2 separate regions of the Sus scrofa genome follow, and region 1 is linked to region 2. The links are chromatin contacts, called in public Hi-C maps. All regions are on one chromosome and are shown on one strand. The core of a region is the stretch at or near the end of the contact, and the rest is flanking DNA. Distances in the headings are between cores, read along the strand shown.

The links. A called contact is a pair of places that touch in the nucleus more often than the background predicts.
Region 1: a contact with region 2 is called in a Hi-C map of liver, with 2.0 times the contacts expected there. The contact joins the promoter of CAPN11 here to the promoter of HSP90AB1 in region 2. A contact is called at or near these places in 3 of 5 promoter capture datasets (fetal liver, liver and skeletal muscle), 30 of 47 Hi-C or Micro-C datasets (adipose tissue, alveolar macrophages, blood and 15 more) and 2 of 2 datasets of contacts at active chromatin or transcription factors (alveolar macrophages and skeletal muscle).

What each region holds. Positions count from the first base shown.
Region 1 is chr7:39,165,973-39,171,018 of Sscrofa11.1, reverse strand. CAPN11 (calpain-11) reads right to left here and starts at 2,028. Exons shown (of 22, transcript XM_021100038.1): 1 at 2,013-2,028. The coding sequence starts at 2,028.
Region 2 is chr7:39,241,653-39,246,617 of Sscrofa11.1, reverse strand. HSP90AB1 (heat shock protein 90 alpha family class B member 1) reads right to left here and starts at 2,844. Exons shown (of 12, transcript NM_001244433.1): 1 at 2,603-2,844; 2 at 1,077-1,223; 3 at 579-785; 4 at 318-477; 5 at 40-173. The coding sequence starts at 1,223.

The DNA of each region.
Region 1 (5,046 bases), core at 779-3,278, 75 kb after region 2:
GCCAGGGGACCTAACACCATCTCCCCATCTTCATCCTCAGCCAGCATTGCCAGCAGGGCAGGAGTGACTGTTCCTGGCCAGCTTGGTCTTATGGTTCCCAGAGAGGATAAGTCAGTGCTTCTCCCTGAGGAGAGGGGGTAGTCACGCCCCAGGAAGCACTTGGGTGATGTCTAGGGACTTTTTTTTTTTGTCTTTTGTTGTTGTTGTTGCTATTTCTTGGGCCGCTCCCACAGCATATGGAGGTTCCCAGGCTAGGGGTTGAATCGGAGCTGTAGCCACCGGCCTACGCCAGAGCCACAGCAACGCGGGACCCGAGCCGCGTCTGCAACCTACACCACAGCTCACGGCAATGCCGGATCGTTAACCCACTGAGCAAGGGCAGGGATCGAACCCGCAACCTCATGGTTCCTAGTCGGATTCGTTAACCACTGCGCCACGATGGGAACTCCTTTTTTTTTTTTTTTTTTTTTTTAATTTGACCACCCCATGGCATACAGAGTCCCTGGGCCAGGGATCAGATCTGAGAGACAGTTGTGACCTAAGCCACAGCTTTGGCAACACCGGATCCCCAATCCACTGGGCCAATCCCTATGTGCCACAGTGGGAACTCCTGTCTAAGGACAATCTTGCTTGTCCTGACTGGGGTGTGGGGCAGGGGAGGCGACTGGCATCCAGTAGGCAGAGGCCAGGGATGCTGCTGAACATCCCACAGTGCACAGGACAGCCCCCGCGACGAAGAAATATCTTGTCCCCAAATGTCAAGTGTGAAGAGTGAGAAATCTGGGTCAAGAGAATGGGCCAAGGCCCCACCAGCAGGGGAACCGTCTGTACCTGTCCCTGCCCCCGGGGCTGTCCGAGGCCTCTGCCTGGCTGCCCCCAGAAGTGAGTGTGCCAAGCCCGCAGGATGGGAGTCCAGAAGGACCACTGAAGGGGTGGATGTCCACGTACATCATGGTCTCAAGTTGATGAGGATTAAATGTCGCCTCCCTCATCTCCCTGGAGTTCTCTGTCCCTGGACCATCGCCCAGCCCAGGAGTCCTTACTCACTGTCCTGACTCCGAACCTGCCTAAGGTCCTGCATACTCAGGCCACCCTCTGCGCTCCTGACTCAGCGGCTGGCAGGGTGGGCTCACGCATATCGTGGACACACTGAGACTGATGGACAGACAGACAAGACTGGTTGGCGGGGTTGGGGTCGGGTGTCGGGAGGCCGATGGGCAGGGCATGTGTGAAAACAGGGAGTGAATGGATACGGGGGCACTTTCTGTCCCAGGCGTACATGTCGTCTCCCCATCAGATGGGGACCTGTTGATTAAGTGACAGCTCAACTTCCGGAGCAGAGAGGAAACAAAGGTGTTGCCCGGACTGGGTTTGGGGTCTTCCTCTTGTCCCCCGTCCCCAAGAAGCCCAGAGACTGAGGCTAGGGTGCCCCTTATTTCTCTCTCTCTTTTTTTTTTTTTTTTGTCTTTTTGCTATTTCTTGGGCCGCTCCCGCAGCATATGGAGGTTCCCAGGCTAGGGGTCCAATCAGAGCTGTAGCCACCGCCCTACGCCAGAACCACAGCAACGCGGGATCCGAGCCGCGTCTGCAACCTACACCACAGCTCATGGAAACGCCGGATCGTTAACCCACTGAGCAAGCGCGGGGACCGAACCCGCAACCTCATGGTTCCTAGTTAGATTCATTAACCACTGCGCCACGACGGGAACTCCCCCCTTATTTCTCTTAATGGCCCCTGGAGGTTCTGTCCCACAAGCCTGGTGCCCAGACTGGGACATCGGGGTGGCTGCCCCCCTCCTCTCCTCATCGCCAACACTCGGTGGAAACAAGGAGGTTGGGCTCCCAAAGGTCTGACCAGCCACCGCCTGTTCTTTCCCGAGTTGGCTGCGGGAGAGGCCCAGTTCCCGTGCCTTGGGAGCATCCAGTGTGACAGAGGGGGACACAGCCCTTTCCCTGGGGGGAGGCCCAGGTCTGCCAGGCACAGCAGTAGGACAAACCCCATCAGCGCCTACCTGGGGAGGGCAGCATGCTGTTGGCTGGCACAGTGCTTGACAGTTGAAGATGCTGGGGGAGGGGCTGGAGGACACCACCCTCACCCGGAACTCTCCAATTACAGCGGCAGGTTAACCGCTGCCCTTTCCCACTTGGGTCCCTCAGGCTGGCGCTCTCCCTAACTTGGCCCCTTTCCAGCCCCGTCCCCACCCACAAGTCCAAGGGCCATCTTCCTACGGGGACAGGGTGACCCAGCACCCCCACCCCGGAGGCCACTACCAGGCTGGCTGTCCTCACCACATCATCCAATCAGGATGAGTCTGAGTCCCTCTCCTTCTCCCCGAGGCTTCCAGGAAGGAGCTGACACCCCAACGGACCTCTTATCTTGATAAGTTTCCAGAAGCCACCAACAGGCAATCCCTGTGCATCTCTGTGTCTTCACATGGCCTCCTCTGTGTGTCTCTCTCCCCTTCTTATTTTTAGTAGTATTGTTTTTAAATGTTTACGGTCGTGCCCAAGGCATATGGAAGTTCCCTGGGCTGAATTCAAACTGCAGCTGTGACCGAACGCCTCAGCTGTGGCAATGCTGGTCCTTTCAACCCACTGTGCCAGGCTGGGGATTAAACCTGTGCCTCTGCAGCAACTTGAGCCACTGCAATTGCATTCTTAACCCACTGCACCACAGTGGGAACCCCTCTCCTTTTTTTTTTTGCTTTTTAGGGCCACACCCACAGCATATGGAAGTTTCCAGGCTAGGAGTCGAATGGGAGCTACAGCTGCTGGCCTACACCACAGCCATAGGAACACGGGATCCAAGCCACATCTGAGACCTACACCACAGCTCATGGCAACGCCGGATCCTTAACCCACTGAGCAAGGCCAGGGATCGAACCCGCAACCTCATGGTTCCTAGTCGGATTTTTTAACCACTGTGCCATGATGGGAACTCCAGTATATACATTTTTTAAAGACCGTGGTATTGCACACTTAATAGAGGACATCGTAAACTTTTCATGTGCACTGGAACCCCACCTCCAAATCACATGATTTATTGCAATATTCACTTTATTGTGGTGGCCTGGAAGGGAACCCACATGGCTGAGGTCTGCCTGTATGTAGTTCACGTGTAGAAAGTGCTAAAAACAGCGCTGGACCGAGTGAGTGCTCCCAACTCTTGTCCATTCAGCTGCGGGTGCAGCTTGTCCGCTCAGCTGCGGGTGCCCAGGAGGCAGCCCTGCTCCCCACTGTGTCACTGGTGCACAGTAGGTCCTCTGGACAGTTAGATGGAGGGATCAAGTGTGCGACTGCTGTTTGCGGCCTCAGGGGACTGCTGTGCGAGCTCCCTGCCGGAAACTCAGCCAATTTCTGCCCACCAGCCAGTGGGCTCTCTGCTCTCCGGGGCCCTTGGCTCGGCCACTCCTCCTCCAGCCCCTGGACTTTGGGACCCCCCCCCCCCCGAGAGTCCACATTTCACAAGACTATGGATCTGACATCCAGGACACCCAGGCAGCCTTTATCAGGCTTTTCCCTGTTTGCTGTCCGGACTGTTGGCCAATTCATGTTGACAGTCTGCAGCCTTTTTGGTACCTGAGTACCTGTCTCTTCTCTTCCTCCTTCTCTGCCTCCTCTGAGGTCTCCCCTCCCTCTGGGAGTTCCCCCACTCTCTTTCTTTCTTGGGTCCTCCTGATGGACGGTGGGAGGCAGGTGGGCAGGATGCTCTAGGGCCTTAGGGGTCACCTGCTCATGCCCCCTGATTTTACTGATGCGGAAACATGTCCTGAGGGGAGAAGAGGCTCCCCTGGGGACGTGCACCAAGTGAGCAGCAGAACCAGGACTGGTGTCCAGGTAGACTGCCTCCTGCTGTACATGCTGTGTATGCTGTCTACACTGTATGTGACCACGTGGATTGGTAGGCCTCTGGAGGGTGGGCTAGAATGGTCATGGAATATTTCTTTCCTTTTTTTCTTTGTCTTTTTTTTTTTGTCTTTTTCCAGGGCCACACCTGCAGCATATGGAGGTTCCCAGGCTAGGGGTCTAATCGGAGCTGTAGCCACTGGCCTACACCACAGCCACAGCAATGAAGGATCCAAGCTGCAACTGCGACCTACACCACAGCTCATGGCAATGCCGGATCCTTAACCCACTGAGCAAGGTCAGGGATCGAACCTGCAACCTCACGGTTCCTAGTTGGATTTGTTAACCATCGAGCCTCGATGGGAACTCCATGGCATATTTCTTAGAGAAGGTGAATTTGAGTTGGACCTTAGAGGATGGGGCGGATTTGAACTGGAGGGTCTCAGGCACTCCTGGGGTCAGGACAGACAAGCTGGGAGCCGGTGAGGGGAGATGCTCAGAACCTTCCCAAGATCCTCGGGCAAAGCCCACACCCTCCCTGAGCTGTGTCCTCACCCATAACAAGAGGAAAACCACACCTGCTTTGTAGGTACTATTAACGAGCACAGTATTCTTTATAGTTGACATTTATTGGGTGTTTACTATGTGCTGGGCACGGGGCCAAGCGAGCACCTGAACATTATCTCATAACCCTCACAGCAAAGCCATGCCTGGCCTCACAGAAAGCTCTCTGAGGAGTCAGTGCTTCATTTATTTTTTGCTTTTTTGGGGCCGCACCCATGGCATACGGAGGGCCCCAGGCTAGGAGTCAAATTGGAGCTACAGCTGCTGGCCTACACCACAGCCATGGGAACGCTGGATCCGAACTGCGTCTGCAATCTACACCACAGCTCACAGCAATGTGGGATCCTTAACCCGCTGATCGAGGCCAGGGATTGAACCCGCGTCCTCATGGATACCAGTCAGATTTGTTTCCGCTGAGCCACAAGGGGAACTCCCAGGAGTCAGTGCTTTTTTTTTTTTTTTTTGTCTTTTTGCCTTTCCTAGGGCCGCTCCCGCGGCATATGGAAGTTCCCAGGCTAGGGGTCTAATCGGAGCTGTAGCTGCTAGCCGACGCCAGAGCCACAGCAACGAGGGATCCAAGCCGCACCTGTGACCTACACTACAGCTCACGGCAACACTGGATCGTTAACCCACTGA
Region 2 (4,965 bases), core at 1,595-4,094:
CTCCTGCAGCAGACAATTGAGTTACCAGTTCATACTCACATAAAGTGTGATGGGATAACCTATGAACTGTGAGTGCTTCTTTACCACCTCTTTCACCCGTCTCTCTTCTAAGTATTCTGTCTGGTCCTCCTTAAGATGCAGAATGACCTTGGTACCTCGGCCAATGGGCTCACCTAGAAAGTCAATCAAAACGGAGTGAAAAAGAAAACTAAGTGCTGAACAACAAAGACCAATGTCTCACCATTAGAATGCTCAAGATCTTTACCACTGTTCCCTCAGAATTCTATCCCCGACACCCAACAGGAAAATCAGCCTACCATGGTCAGCACGAACTGTGAAGGAGCCCCCAGCAGAAGACTCCCAGGCATACTGTTCATCATCATTGTGCTTTGTGATCACAACCACTTTCTCTGCCACCAGGTAGGCAGAATAGAAGCCAACACCAAACTGTCCAATCATGGAGATGTCTGCACCAGCCTACCAAAAAGTTTTAAAAAGTCAAACACAAGTTTTGAAGAAACAGCAAACTAAACATCAATGAATATGAATGGTGCATGCCTAGCTGAAATACCACATACCTGAAGAGCCTCCATAAATGCTTTAGTACCAGACTTGGCAATGGTTCCCAAATTATTTATGAGATCAGCTTTGGTCATGCCAATGCCTGTGTCTACCAGAGTCAGGGTGCGCTCCTGGGGGTTGGGGATGATGTCAATTTTCAGCTCTTTACCACTGTCCAATTTGGAAGGGTCTGTCAGGCTCTCATAGCGAATCTTGTCCAAGGCCTGAAAATACAAATTGCAGTTTTACAATTCTGCTTCCACCTCATCCAATAGAAAAAGTTTTTTCCTACTCCCAGATAACCTCATTTCTGATAACCCCTTTCATTTGAAGCTTGAGACGTACATCCAGTTAGAGTACGCCATCTATCCACATAAAGCAAGGCAAAACCTTTTTAGAATTGAAGTTTATATTCCCTTCAAAAATAAAACCCACAAAATGCCCAATCACCCCTCTCCTTCTTTGAAGTACTCGAGAAACAAACAAATGCCAATGAAGACGCTCAGGGAACTCACATCAGAAGCATTACTGATCAACTCCCGAAGAAAAATCTCCTTGTTGGAATAAAAGGTATTGATGATGAGAGACATGAGCTGGGCGATTTCTGCCTGGAAGGCAAAAGTCTCCACTTCCTCCTCGCCATGGTGCACTTCCTCAGGCATCTAAAATAAGAGAGATGAAGAACTTTGGACTCAAGTTCACCCCAATTACAATAAAGACACTAAGAGGTTCAGTTCAAGTTGTTCTGAACCGAGTACTGAGATGCAAGACCTTTCCTTTAAAGACTTCAGGCTGCGCCCTCAGTCTGAGAATAAGAGGGGCGGGGGGGGGGGGGGCTGCTAATACAGCCCCCAAAATGCCTTAAGGTCTCTTAAGCATTTTGTTAGGATGTTAGGCGATCCATCCACGGATCAGCAGCCTCTCATCACCTGGTAATCTCTTAGGCATGCAGAGTACCTCGCCCAACCCCGGTTTCTTAAATGTGAATAAGCAGAAGACCTACATACATATTCAAATGTACAAATTAGTAACTACGGTTCTACCATTTCTGGTGGAGGGGAGGGAGCCCCCCCCCCAAACAGACCAGTTTTACCTTAAAGGGGCTATCATTTGAAACTGCTCTCCCTTCACCTCCAGGAAGATGTGAAATTGCTACCTCACGTGGTAAGGGAGGCTAACGCGAGAGAATCGTGGGATACCCACTTGGGATGCCATTAAGACAAAGAACCGATAAAGCAAAAGGCTCCACTCTGTCCCTGTAGCACACGTGACTGAGGTACAGGACCAAACCAAATACAACTAAGATGGTGGCGTAGTCCGCGGGGCCGACGCTCGTCGATGCCGGACATGCGTCGGCCAGGACCACGCGAGGAGGGGGCGCCACCGCGCAGCCTCCCTTCGCCTCAGCATCCGGGCACCAGGGCGGGGCGCCGAGTTCCAGAACCTTCCAGAACAATTCCAGCCAACGGGGAGAAAAGAGGACGACGAAGAAATGCTCCCATAAATTCTCAAGCCTGCCTCCTCCGCTACCCCTCCACCCTGACTGCAGGAATGAGCTCGAAGCAGGAAGCACGATGGGCCACTGGAGCTCCAAAGCATCCTTTGCCGCAAACCCTCACACTAAGGACTAGAAAAACTCCCTTCTATAAAAGAGATGGCAAAACCTACCCAGAACCATGCTGTGCTGAGTCACACCGGGCCCGCACACCCACCAACCTTGCCCACCCTCTGGCGCCCCGTAGTCGCGTCCGGAAGTAGAGGGGCAAACATGGCAGCGTCCCGGGCCGGCGCGGCTACCACGTGTAGCCGCCCAGTCCCCCAGCCCCACTCGCCCAGGCCTAACAGCCGCCTAGAAGGCCCGACACCAAGCATGGAAGGAAAAGCTAAACTCGAGAGCTCCCTTCCACCCACCCTCTAAAAAAATTGGGAGCGTTGTCCAGCAAACCGCCCCAGCACGACAAAAACTTGGGTCTCAGAAAGGACAGAATGGACGAAAGCAACCTGAAATTTAACCAGAAATGCCTTAAGAGTGCAACCTTACCTTAAAGGATAAGGATCACAAACACCACAAAGCTGAGCGGGGAAGGACTGCCTCCGGCTCTCACGCCAGAACAAGGCTGCGCGGGGGGTGACTCAAGAGAACGGCTGTGAGACCCCAGTCGCTTTATATAAGGCGAAGCACACCTTCGCTGCCCGCCCCCAGATCCCTCCGCCTTAAAGGAGGCTGTCTGTCAGCCCCGCACCTGCCGCTGCCCGCCCACCTTTACGTCATGGTCCAAAATAGGGGAGGGGGCGGTGAAGAGCAAGGGCGCGCATGTGTAGACTTTTTCTTAGTCCCATCTCCGCGTCCTGAAGACAGGACACCACCAGAGCTAGATGTTGGGTATACTCATAGGACAAATGCCGTGGCTCTAGGGAACAGAATCCCCGCTGACCTCAGTAAAAACCTGTAGAGCAGGTGCCTCCACACCAAAGAATCCCAGAGGAACACCTGAAAGGGGACCAACTACTCCCACCTATGCTCCCTCCCTGCTACAATCTTCCTTACACATTCCTACTGCCCAATAAGGGGAAAGGGTCCTTTCCGGGGACACTGGGGAATTTGAAGCCGAACTTTGGGCAGCCCGCGAACCCTGGCACTCCCAGGGGACAATGGGCAGTGCCAGCGTCTCGCTGCGGGGCGTGGCTTCCGCTGCTAGAAGGTCGCCGGCTCGGGTGTGGAGGGCACTCTTTGTCTGCAAGCGGCGGAAGGAGCGACAGTGGCGGTGCTGCGATCTTCCAGCAGTTTCCAGATCCGCCTCTACGGTCCTGTCCCGCCCCGCCCCGCCCTCTTCCCTTGGGGCTCCACCCCTTTTTCTGCGGACTGGGCTGTGCCTCTGCGGCGGCTCCGCCTCTCCAACGTTATGCTTGAATCTCCGGGAGAGGTGGGCAACTTCGATCCTATGTTGCTGGCGGGCAACTACACCCGGCACCCTCTTCGCCACCCGCCAGACCCAGCTCGCTCAGCATTGCGTCCAGGGTGGGGTGGAACAGGGATGATCCCCCCTTTCTCCCCCGTCAGTCACACAGCACACGGGTTATTGGGGCGGCTCTGCGAGAACCGCCTTCGGAGCCGAGACTGAGGGTGGCGTCGCTACCTGAGAAACCCTCCCCAGCCTCTGCAGCCGCCCACGCGTGTCGCACGCAGGGGCATGCACATACAATCTGGTTTCCTTTTCTTTTTACAAAAATTCTTTCCCCTCCTGCAACTGTCTAGGTCTGGGGAGGGGAGGATCTCCAGGGACCCCCGCTGGGTGGCGGGGGTTCTAGGAGGTGGCATGAAGACACCAGCGCCTTCATGCTGGCCAAAGGGCTGCTCGCTCCTGGCGGGCAGAACCAGGTTGTTCCCCTTCAGCTGCTGCGGCGCCGGAGCCCCCAAGCCAAGCGCCGGCCCAGCTGCCTCGCCTGGCCCTGCCGCTTTTGCTTGCCTTCGGGGCGGGTACGCTGTCCTCGCCTTTCCAAGGCCTCATCTCTGGAGCTCACCCGCCCCACAGCCCCTCCGGGAGAGAATGACCGCTCCCTGCGCCGTGACCTTGTGGATGCCCAGCAACTCCCTCAACTCCCTTCGTGGCCCACTTTGTCCGCCCCTGGAATGCTTGGGAGAGGGATACCTCCGACCCGCAGACCTCCCTCGGCAGCCCTGGTGTGCAGTCTTGTAGCACTTCTTTGTCCAGCTGTTGAACTCCAAAGAACAAAGGACCCTCGCGTTCCTTTTCCTTGCCCCACACTCCTGACTTCATCACCCGTGCCACCCCTACCCCGATTTCATGATTTCATCTCTCCTTACTCTTCCACTGCTCTTCTGGTCTAGAAGAAGCCGGTGGCTGGGAGAACTCAAGGAATGTGGGAAGGGGCCTGAGTGCTGCTGCTAGGAACGCCCCAGGATGCTCTGTTCCAAGATGGAAACGGGGAGCATCGTCCCCCAACACACCCTCCCTCCCTCTGGGCAGAAGGGGCCTAGCTAATCAAACACCTGCTCTCTGGTTCACATAGAGCATTCACAGCTCACTGTCCCCTGCCGCCTGAAGGGGTAAAAGTGAGTCTGTGCGTTCTAGGAACCGGGAGAGGAAGGCTTCAGGGAGTACCGCAGGGTGGGTCACCTCGGAGCCTATGCTCCCCTAACGCCCTTGCTCCCTGCTCCAGAAACGGTGTGGGGACGGGTTCCCCTCCCAGGACCCAAGCCCAGGGTGGAGCAAGAATCACTCCTGTCAGGACCAGAACTCCTCAGGGGGGGTTCTAATGGGAAAAATCTCAAATCTCTTACACCAGCACAGAAATCCTACCTTCTCTTCTGGGAGTCTTCCAGGATGGTTTCTCCAGCTCTTTGACACTCACTCAGCCCCCACTGTGAGCTTTGCCTGGGGA